Regions from separate parts of the Mus musculus genome. Here region 2 is linked to region 1. Evidence: chromatin contacts called from public promoter capture Hi-C data. All regions are on one chromosome and are shown on one strand. Each heading gives the region's core, a stretch centred on a gene start, on an enhancer-like site or on the middle of the called end of the contact. The rest is flanking DNA. Distances are from core to core; before and after follow the strand shown. Region 1 overlaps Snx25 (sorting nexin 25). Region 2 has its middle 6.3 kb from the start of Slc25a4.

Region 1 (5,889 bases), core at 2,951-5,450:
TAGCATTCCCAAATGCCTCTTAGACAATTTAACTTTTAAGAAGTAGATACTGCCCTTGGTGACAACAGATAAACTTAGAAGACACTGTGCTAAAATGAAATACAGCAAACACAAACACTGCATGACCTGCCTTATGAAGTGAAACAGTAAAGTCAAAGTCGGGCTAGAAGATGGCTCCGTGGGTAAAATGTCTGTTTTGCAAGCCAACTGCTAAGCTTCAGGTCCAGTAACTGTGCTAGTTAGCATAGGTATGGCCCCCATGTGTGTCTGAATGCTTGGCCCACAGGGAGTAGCATTATTAGGAGTTGTGGCCTTGTTGGAATAGGTGTAGTCTTGTTGGAGAAAATGTGTCATTGTGGGGGAGAGCTTTGAGGTCTCCAGTGCTCAAGCGACATACAGATATAATCTCCTCCTTGCTGTCTGAAGATAAAGATGTAGAATTTTCAGCTCCTTCTCCAGCACCATGTCTGCCTGGATGCTCCCAAGCTTCCCACCATGATGATAATAGACTGAACCTCTGAAACTGTAAGCCAGACCCAATTAAATGTTCTCTTTTGAGACTTGCCTTTGTCATTGTGTCTCTTAATTAAGACAATGGGAGACCCTGTCTCGGGTAAGAAGAAGACACCCAAGTTAAGCTCTGGCCTCCATAACACACATGCATTTGTGTGTACATGTGCACACATACACCATACTCACAAAAGCAGAGGTGAAAACAGTGCCTCTTAGGGATGAGGATGCAGGAGAACTGGGTGCAGTCAAATCATGCAAGAACCCAGTTATATTAGGTAAGCAAGTTGTGGAGTGCTAAGGTACAACATGTGACATTAACACTGTATTACAGACTCAACTCTGAGTTCTTGACACACACAAAAAAATACCCATGGTAACAATGTGAAGGGATGGATGTTAGTGAGCTTGTGGTGACACTCACTTCATAACTTAGCATGCTAATTAATTACACTGTATACCTTCACATTCAGAAATGTTATCTGTCAAGTGTACCATAAAGCTGGAAAGCAACACTATACTTTGAAAGTCATCATCATTTGGTTGGGTTTCTTGGATTTCAAGTTGAATCTAATCCTACCTAGTAATAACTTATTCGTGTTGTTAAACTAGTAACTCTCAGTGTGTTCCATCACAATAAATATGATAAAAAGAAGACATGTCCAGACAATATTGTTCTGACTGGTTTTCTGTCAAATTGACACAAGCCAGAGTCATCAGAGAGGAGGGAGCCTCAATTGAGAAACATGCCTCCATTAAGATCAGGCTGTAGGCAAGCCTGCAGGGCATTTTTCTTAATTAATGGCTGATGAGGGAGGGCCTTGCTCATTTCGGGTGGTATCATCCCTGGGAGTGGTCCTGAGTTCTATAAAAAAACCAGATGAGCGGCAGGACCCCCAGGAAAGATAGAACACCAACACACGCATAAAAATTTCAAACCAGAATTTGTCCTCTGTAAAAGAAATGCAGAGACAAAGATGGAAAAGAAAAGGAAGGAAGGATCAACCAATAACTGGCCCAACTTGAAGCTCATCCTATGAGCAAGCACCAATCCCTGACACTAGTAATGATACTCTGGTATGCTTGCAGAAAGGAGCCTAGCATAACTGTCCTCTGAGAGGCTCTACCCGGCAGTGGACTGAAACAGATGCAGTTACCCACAGCCAAACACTAGACAGAGGTGGGAGACACCCATGGAAGAGTTGGAGGAAGGAATAAAGGCCCTGAAGGGAATGGGAACCCTAAGAAGACCAGCACAGACAACAAATCTGGACCCTTGGGAGCTCTCAGAGTCTGAGGTACCAACCAAAGAACATGAGCTGGAACATGGCCCCAGGGAACCTATGTAACAGCCAGGCAGCTCAGTCTTCATGGCTGCCTTGTCTGGCTTCAGTAGGAAAGGAGGCACCTAATGTGGCAGAGACTTGATGTGCCAGGGTTGGGGACACCCAGGGCCCCTCTCAGAGGAGAAGGGGAGGGGGAGGTAACTCTGTGAGGGAGGGGCTGGGAGGGGGAGCAGCATTTGGGATGTTAATTAATTAATTTTATAAAACAGGCTGAGCAAGCCAGTAACCAGTACCCCTCCATGACCTCTGCATCGGCTCCTGCCTCCAGGTTCCTGCTCTGCTTGAGTTCCTGTCCTGACTTCCATTCATGACAAATTGTGATGTGGAAGTACAAGCCAAGTAAACCCTTTCCTCCCCAAGTTGCTTTGGTCATGGTGCTTCATCACCGCAGCAATGGCCCTAACTAAGACAAATATGCACCTTGACAGAGCTGTCACATACCCAAACTGTTTTCAAAGAGTTGGAGTACACTGAGTCACATACTATGACATCTAGCCAAAACTTCATATTTGGCAGCATGTGGGAAAATATGCTATGTAAAAAGAGATTATCAATATGAGTTGTGGTCACTGGGGAGCTTTCTAAAATACTCATGTCCCATTCCTCTCCGTTATGGGTTAAATGGGAAATAGCCAATAAGACTCATGTGGCTTGGTCTCCAGATGATGGTGCTGTGGAGCATCACCAATGGGCTAATGTAGCGGTGAGTCACTAGGAGATGGGACTTGGTTGGAGAAGTAGGTCACCAGGGTCATGTTGCTGAAGAGCAGATCGTGTCCCTGCCCTCTGCTCACTGTTTGCTGTCTGCCATGAAATCAGCTTTGCTCTGCCACACACTCTGGGCCAGATGCTCTGCTGCATCAGGCATGGCTGGAAGCAACAAAGCCAAAGGACCACTGACTAAAACAGGAGCAAAACAAAGCTTTCCTCCTTTACATTGCTTATTTCGGGTATTGCTCTGTCCCAGTGACAAGAGTCAAACCAATTACACAAATTCCTGGCATAAAGCCTGGGTATCTGCACTCTTCTGTTGAGGAACAAACATTTCATTAGAGCACATTCTACAAATTCCCTGGAGAATTACCAATGCAGAGAGCACTGGGTGCTGCCCAGGTGCACAATCTGCCCTTTCCTTTGCTGAAGGTTCTTTAAGGGCAGAGCCTCTCACTTCTCCCTTACGTATACTTGGATTCCAGTTTATCTTCAAAATACAGGACGATTCAGTTGCTTCCCTGGTATGGTCCTGATTGTTGAGGTTCGCTAATGACTACACGTGCATTATTCTGAGCTCTAGTTTGGTTCCTGGACTCTGGCATCTCACCCCTGACAGCAGCAGTGGGAAACCAATGCATTTGTTTCCTCGTATCCTGCGGCTGAGATGCTGTTCACAAACTTGGTTCCTATAGTTCGCAGAACTGATCATCACTTGTAGAAAACTACGAAGAGTTCACAGTCTCAGCCCAGTCTGACCACAGCATCAGCGCTTCAGATTCCTGGACCCTCAAGGACTCAAGGACATGGAAAGGAAGCAGCTCTAAGGACAGAGGGTTAGTAAAGCTCACACGGGCCTGGGAGACAGCCAGCGCTAGAAGTTACTAGTTCAGAGCACTGGAAAGAAGTGTTTCTAGCTCTAATAACTTCATAAGAATATCCTAATAACACCCTGAAAGCATCATATACTGACACAGAAAATAACCAAATAATCCTCAAGCTATAAATACCATTCTCAAAGGGTTTATTTCATCTTTTAAATGCATTCAGCCTAAAAGAATCAAATGACTTTATTTCCTTTAGAAAATATGCATCATTTCCCAGATATGTGATATATAAAACTAAACGATTTCATCAGCTACTGAGCCTAAATAGAGTGCACTCCCTGCCTGCGGCAGGGTTCTTTAGTCTGCATGAGAGTAGTTTTTATACAGTGGCCTAAACACTAATAAAGTCAGACAGCAGAGAGCTCTAATGTACCAGAAAGATAGCTGAAGAGTTGCAATTATGATCAAAGAGAGCAGCTCCATTAGGGTTTGCCGGTCAGTAAGTCCCAGCACTGGCAACTAGACAAGCATCTTATCAACAGCGATTAGGACAGCCGGCAACAGTGAGCAGACCGGTTCCTTAACTGTTACATCAAATGGTAATTAACCAAGTAGGAAGATTATGTGTATAACATTATGCACATCTTGAAGCAAAGGGAGAGGTCACTGCTCTGACAGTCATCCGGGGGTCTTTGCAGATCAGTTGTACAAGACGCAGAGAATAGAGGTTACTCACTGCTCTGTTCCTAAGATAAGCTTAATTCCTCATAGATAGAAGCTACCCTGGCATATCTCAGACAGGACTGACTGAAATCAGTCCTGTCTGAGATATGCCTGTCAGCTCTGTGCAACAAAGCCCAGACAGCTACGTCATGGTGCCAGAAGGTGCCTTGGGATACTGGGTATTTTCACAGATGTTCTAAAGGTAACTCTTGATGCAAACAACTATCATTAAGAAAAATGCCTGCAACGGTGTTTTCTCCCATCATTCTTTGCCAAGCTTGCTGAAGAGACTAGAAACTATTCTGGATTCCCATGCCCCCACAGTGGATATACCAGTCTTCAAGAAAAAAAAATATACAAACTGGGAGTGGGTGGGTAGGGGAGCAGGGTGGGGAGAGGGTATAGGGGACTTTCAGAATAGCATTTGAAATGTAAATGAAGAAAATATCTAATAAAAATTGAAAAGATTCCAGGACAGCCAGGGCTACACAGAGAAACCCTGTCTCGAAAAACCAAAAAAAAAAAAAAAAAAAAAATTGAAAAGAGAGAAAAAAAGAATACAAAACAAAACAATTTTAAATTAATTTTTGATTATTATTCAAAATAGTTTTCTCTGTGACATTTTCATGCATATATCTTTAATGTGAGTATGTTAGGTATATGTTCATCTATATACATGTTCATACATATGGGAGCATACATGTACATGTCTTCAAGTGGAGGCCCGAGGTTAATGTCAGGGTTTTTCTCAATTGCTCCCCATGTTATACACTGAGGTGGGGTCTCTCCCTAACCCCAAGGCTCGTCATTGTGGCTAACCTGACCGTCCTGCTTGCTTAACAATTCCCAGCCTCTGCTCTCTGCATGCTGCCACTGGAGACTTCAGCTCAGCTGCCATGGCCACCCAGGTGCAACCTGTGATTCCCACATGTGAAGACTAAGCATCTCACTCACGGAACCTTTCCCTAGCCCTTTGTGTACCACTATTATCTGCCCCCAAGGTTATCATCTGTGGTAGACTTTTGGAGGTCACTTATGTATACTGTCATATCATCTGCCAATAGCAACACTTTGACTTCCTCCTTTCCAGTTTGTATCCCCTTGATCACTTTAGTTGTCTTACTGTTCTAGATAGGACTTCAAGTACTACACTGAATAGATATGGGGAGAGTGGACATCCTTCTCTTGTCCCTGACTGTACTGAAATTTCTTTGTATCCCTGCTCTGTCCAACACTTTTAATGTGAAGGCCTGTTGGATTTTATCAAACACTTTTTCAGCATCTCGTGAGATGATCATGTGGGGTTTTTTCCTCTCAATTTGTTTATGTGGTAGATTACGTTGATGGATTCTTTTGTATGCTGAACTACCCCTTCATCCCTGGAATGCAGTCTATTTATTCATGGTGGACGATGTCTTCTTGGATTCTGTTTGCAAGTATTTTATTATTTCTGCATCAATGTTCATAAAGGAAGTTGGTCTGAAATTCTTTTTTTAAGATCTGATTCTCTCTCTCAAGATATTTTTATTTATTAAGACAGTACACTGTAGCTGTCTTCAGACACACCAGAAGAGGACATTGGATCCCATTACAGATGATTGTGAGCCACCATGTGGTTGCTGGGAATTGAACTCTGGAAGAGCAGCCTCTCCAGCCCCCTGAAATTCTCTTTCTTTGATGAATCTCTGTAGTTAAGGTATCATGGTGACTGTGGCCTCATAGAATGGGTTTGGCAGTATTCCTTCTGTTTCTGTTTTGTAGAATAATTTGAG
Region 2 (5,926 bases), core at 1,444-3,943, 120 kb after region 1:
TTAGAGGAGCCTCCTTTTTTTCTTGGTGCCCTCCATCCCATCTAGCTCCTACATTCTTTTTGCCTCCTCTTTCAAAGAATTTCCTGAGCCCGAGGGGAGGGATTTGATGGAGACATTCCACTTTGGGCTGAGTGTTCCAAGTTTGCTCACTGTGCTTATTTTTGGCTTGGGCCTCTGAATTTTTCCCCCATCCACTGTAGGGGGAAGCATCTCTGGTGGTGGATGGCTGAATAAAGTCCAGGTCTATGATTACAGCAGAATGTCATTAGGAGTCATTTTCTCCTAGGCCATTAAGTCTCCAGTTCTTGGTCACCCAAGTAGCATTGGGTATGATCCCATCTCATGGAGTGGGCCTTACATCAAATATTGGCTAATTGCTCCCCCAAGTTTTGCGCCACAAGCACTAGTGTATCTTGCAGGCAGGTCACCATTGTAGATCAAAGGTTTTGGAGCAGGGTTGGTGCTTGCCTTTGGTAGTGTGCAAGAGGACTTTTCTAGTAGCATGAACACGATTTCTGCAGGGATGAAATCTCTAGTTAGGCACCAGCTAGATGTCTCTGAGTTCAATAGAGATGTTGCTTATTTTTATCGATGAAAAAACAATGTTGCTACTTAAACACTCTTGCAAAACCTTCGTTTACTTTGTTTCCTTCTAATAGGATCCCAAAATAGAATGGATACATTGAGTATTTTAAAGGTTTCGTAGCTCTTGAATAAATTCAACAATTATTCTTGGGCCACTTAGATGGATCAGCAGATCAAGGTGCTAGCTGCTAAACCCGATGATCGGAGCTTGATCCTCAGGCCCAGTGTGGTAGAGGGAGAGGTCTGATGCCTGAAAGTTATCCTCTGATCCATCACTACCACTATTACCACCACTACCAGCTCTCACACATTCCCCTAACTAAACAAAATAAATAACTCTTGAGAAATCAGAACCACCAATAATACAATGTGGTCTTGCTCATCATAGATCCTACTCCAACACTGCCCTAGAAAGAACATCTTTTAGTCGCTTGTGGCATTTCATGAGTTTGTGATGAAGTTATGTGTATGCTATAGAATGCATTTTAACTTGGCAGATTTTCTTTTCTTTCTTTTATTTATTTATATACGTGTGTGTGTGTGTGTGTGTGTGTGTGTGTGCGCGCGTGCGTGCGCGCGCGCGCAAACTTTTAGTCTTCCTTGAACACTGGCACAAAAGCATTTATATTAACAACTATATACTTGAGACAATAAATATGTTGAGTAATTTTAAATTTTGTTTCTTATTTAATTTTTGTTCTATCATGTTGTTCTATTAGTATTATTTTATGTAGCTATAAACAAATTTATACTATGCATATTAGCATAAAATATTTTTTCCTTTTTAAAAAACTTTTTAAAAGATTTATTTATTTTATGTATATGAGTACACTGTCATTGTCTTCAGACACACCAGAAGAGGGCATTGGATTCCATTACAGATGGCTGTGAGCCGCCATGTGGTTGCTGGGAATTGAACTCGAGACCTTTGGAAGAGCAGTCAGTGCTCTTCACTGCTGAGCCATCTCTCCAGCCCTAAAATAATTTTTCTGTAAACAGATTATTGACTCCTCATAGGTATATTAGTCTATTTTCTTCTACTCTGGAAAAAAACATTTTCAGTTATTGTTAATACATCTAACACATGTTTATACCTGCTGGCACATACCTTTAATGCCAGCATTTGGAAGGCAAAGGCAGGTGTGTCTCTCTGTAAGTTTAAAAGGCCAGCCTGGTCTACATAGCAAATTCCAAGCTAGTCAGAGCTTCATAGTAAGTTAAAAAACAATGAAAAAGCATTATGCTAAGGATATATGGATCCAATTTCACTGTTCTCTATAGCATTTTGGATATCCCAGCATCATTTTTAAAAAAAGATATATTGATTTTTTACATATATCGGTGGATCTCTGTGCACCACATGCATGCAGTTCCCAAAGAAACCAGAAAAGGGTGTCAGAACCTCCCTGGAACTGGAGCTAGTTGTGAGCTGCCACACCGGTGTTAGGAACAGAACCTGAGTCCTCTGGAAGAGCAGCCAGGCTTCTAACTGCTGAGCCATCTCTGCAGCGTCCAACATTAATTATTAAGTAGGTATCTCCTTCCCCTATTATTTGTCATTAGAGACTAATTCTAGTTTGCCATACACTAAGTTATGCAATGGCTTAAAATTAATGAAATATCTATAATTATGGTTTATTTCCTTCTTGTTGCTCTTTGGGGGGAACTACAAACAAGAGATTTAAAAAAGCTGATATGTCTGGACTTTTTGCTATTAAGCTGTTCTAGGACTAAAACAGTACTAGGAAAAATTTAACGGACATTTAAACTGAATATAAATAAGCCCCTTAATTAATCAATTAATTAATTAATTGTAAATTCAGGAAGCATGTCATCTTCGTTGCATTCATCAGAATTTTTGCTATTTTCTGAGTAGGAGCACGTTTCTCCTCCCTCCGCTCCCACCCCACCCCACCCCATGTAGTAGGAGGAGCATAGCTGGAATCAAGAGGCTTTCCACGGAAGCCCAGCCGTGTCAAGCTTGTCCATGTGGATTTTCTCAGGAAAGAGAGGCCTCAGATGCCCTCCGGAGCAGGGGCAGCCTGGAATCACAAGACTCGGGTATCGCTTACACAGAGCAGCGAGAGAATGGAGCGAGGCAGAACACGTGTCTCCCTCCCAGCCTGCCCCGGTGCTCCGTGGCCCTCTGCCAGCCTAAGAACAGGACAAAGCATCCAGATATGACAGGGGCCCTGCTCTCTAATGCTCATGATGTCCTGGAGGTCGGGCAGCGGCAGCAAGCTCTGTAGAAAAGACAATCAAGTATTGAGCTGTCTTTGGGAACTGAGAACAGCAAAGATCCACCAAATAAAGAAAAGCCAATTGCTAGCACAATACCTGTGAGCCACTGTGACTTTCCAGCTGCACAGAACTTCCTACGCGCTCAATTTGGCATAAAGCAAATTAGATTTATTTGTTTGTTTGTTTATTTATGCATTTATGCATTCGTGCATGTGCACAGAGGACAACTTGGGTGACGTTCGTTCCTCGGGTGCACCTACCTTTTTTTTCTCTTTTGTAAGGGTCTCTTGGTGTCCAGGTTTTCCATGCCTACCTGCCTTTTCTTTTTTTTCTTTTTTCTTTTTTAAACACACATCTGGGAGTCAAACTCGGGCCACAATTGCAAGGCAAGCACTTTTACTGACTAGGTTCTTCAACACCCAAAATATGCTTTGACTGTATAGGACTATGTGTGAGTTGTTGAGTGCAGACCAATGCTAGGTACTAGACACAGTCACATGCCACACTGCTCTAGACACAACAAGAGAATAAACACCTTCCCATGATTCTTGCTGAGAGTAGCTTCATGATTTCAAGCTACAATATGCATCATAAAACATAATGAGAGTTTTCTATAATTGTCTATAGGTAAAGTCCCTATTAGAAGACATGCCCCCCATGACAATACAGGACTTAGAAAATAGAATCAACCAAAATGCTTCCATTGAAACTACAGTAAGCATCTTTTTTCATGTTTATTTTTAATTTTTGTTTTTGTGTGTTTGGCAGCAAGAGGTGATGGGTACCAAATGTGTGCAGCAACTAGAGCTACAGGTAGTATAAGCTGCCTGATGGAATTGCTGGGAATTGAACTCAGGTCCTCTGGAAGAGCAGTAACTACTTTTAACAGCTGAGCCATCTCACCACCCCCTGCCTTTTTCCTCCCTTATAGCTGTAGAAATGGTTCACTCTCTACCTCCTCCTGTAGTCATTTCTCTTTTGCTTTTCTCCATCAGAATTAAAATGGCACAAATCAGGTCCCCCTTTTCACCTTCCTATCAGCATTATTGACTGTTGCTTCTGGTCCCCAAATGCTCTGCAGGGCACTGATGATGCAGAATTCAGAAGGTTGTCACTGCCTGGGAAGGAAGCCATAGGAGGGATGCACCAGCCATACTGCCTGAAAGGCTGAGCCAGGGGACGGGACATGAATCCACATAGAAGTTGTGGTTGTGTTTTGGGATGGTCTTCACTGTGATACAGCAACAACTTGTGTTTTTGATTTATTTTAATCTATGTGTCTCTGTGTGTATATGCCGTGTGTGTGTGTGTGTGTGTGTGTGTGTGTGTGTGTGTGTGTGTCTTAGTTAGGGTTTTACTACTGTGAACAGACTACATGACCAAGGCAACTCTCATAAGGACAACATTTAATTTGGGGCTGGCTTACAGATTTGGAGGTTCAGTCCATCTTCATCAAGATGGAACATGGCAGCATCCATGTAGGTATGGTGCAGGAGCTGCTGAGAGTTCTACATCTTCATCTGAAGGCTGCTAGAAAAAGACTGACTTCCAGACAGCTAGGACAAGAGTATTAAAGCCCATGCCCTCAGTGACACACCTACTCCAACAAGGCTACACTTCCTAATAGTGTCACTCCCTGGCCCAAACATATACAAACTATCTCTCTCTCTCTCTCTCTCTCTCTCTCTCTCTCTCTCTCTCTCTCTCTCTCTCTCTGTGTGTGTGTGTGTGTGTTTCAAGACCAGAACAGGATATCAGATCTCCTGGAACTGGAATTATAGGAGGTTGTGAACCACTCACTGTGGATGCTAGAAACCAAATCCAGATCCTCTGAAAGAGCAGCAAACTCCCCTAACCACTGAATTATCTCTATGATCCCCTCAGTAGTAATGGCTTTAGCTTTCAATTGTGTATGGTGTGTGTGTGTGTGTGTGTGTGTGTGTGTGTGTGTGTGTGTGTGTCACATTTCAGTATGTGCATATCTGAGTGCAGTTGCCCTTGGAGGCCAGAAGATGATGTCAGATCTCCTGGAGTTGTAGTTATGAATAGATGTAAGCTTCCTGACATTGGTGCTGTGAAACACACTTTGATCCTCTTGGAAGAGCAGTATATGTGCTTTTCTTTTCTCTTCTTTGCTTTCTTTTGTTTGTTTCTTTGCTTGCTTGCTTGCTTGCTTGTTTTTTGAGGCAGGGTTTTCTGTGTAGTCCTGAATGTCCTAGAACTCACTTTCTAGATGAGGCTGGCCTTGGACTCAGAGAGCCATCTGCTTCTGCCTCCTGAAGTCTGGAATTAAAAGTGTGTACCACCACTGCCTGGCTATATGCTCTTAAATGCTAAACCATCTCTCCAGCTTCCAAAACTTCTATTCTCAATGTCTTAAAAAATGTTTATGAAAAAAAAGAGAGAGAAAGAAAGATCCTGTTAAGAGAATTCATAATTATTAGCTGGGACAAGGGAGAGGCAGGGGAGACCCTGAATCCTAAGAACGGTCACGAAAGAAACTGCTCTCAGGAGGCCTTCTGTGGAAACTGAGTCAGGCTGGCATGGGTTGCTTGAGACAAGGTAGCATGGACGCCATCCAGCCCTAGATGCCAACTCACCCTAATACTGGTAGACCTTGCACTTCCTCAAGATGGGCATACAGCTTCCTTTTTCTCACGGATCTCAGGACCCCTCCTTGCTTTATCCAAGACAAGTATATCTAGAATTTATGCATGGTTGATCTTACAATAGCACCTTTCCAGCTAACAGCTCCTGGCTTTGCAGACCTGCAGCCCTGTGAGAGAAGCCACCTAGATCTCACTTGACTGATTTTCCAAGTACATTTTGAACTGGTTCCTCCACTGTTTAGTGTTTCATGTAAAACATTATATTCCTGTTATTATAAACAAATGCTTAACACACAATATCAGAGGTTTTTTTTTTAACCAAAAAAAAAAAAAAAACCAACGCTTTAATCTTGTGAAGTTTCTTGCTATCTTCAGTATGGTCTCTTGTTTGTTCATATACTCAAGACATACTGTATCAGTGAAGCAGAAAAAAAATAAAACACCAAGAAATCAAAGAATGTACTCTATTATTAGCATGATAATTTTTTAAA

What was found. Capture Hi-C pulls out chosen DNA fragments and counts their contacts.
Region 2: a contact with region 1 is called in a promoter capture Hi-C map of pancreatic islet. The contact joins two enhancer-like sites. A contact is called at or near these places in 1 of 115 datasets of contacts at active chromatin or transcription factors (bone marrow-derived macrophages) and 3 of 9 other capture datasets (adipose tissue, liver and pancreatic islet).

Annotation. Positions count from the first base shown.
Region 1 is chr8:46,090,266-46,096,154 of GRCm38.p6, forward strand. All of the region lies in intron 5 of Snx25 (sorting nexin 25), which reads right to left. Among named protein-coding and RNA genes, the nearest start is that of Snx25, 59 kb to the right of the region's middle. Within about 2 kb of position 4,201, at least 10 of the 459 cell types and tissues checked have an H3K27ac peak or open chromatin away from gene starts, as enhancers often do. A contact at or near this core is called in pancreatic islet, where this site is marked.
Region 2 is chr8:46,214,393-46,220,318 of GRCm38.p6, forward strand. No RefSeq gene overlaps it. Among named protein-coding and RNA genes, the nearest start is that of Slc25a4, 6.3 kb to the left of the region's middle. Within about 2 kb of position 2,694, at least 150 of the 459 cell types and tissues checked have an H3K27ac peak or open chromatin away from gene starts, as enhancers often do. A contact at or near this core is called in pancreatic islet, where this site is marked.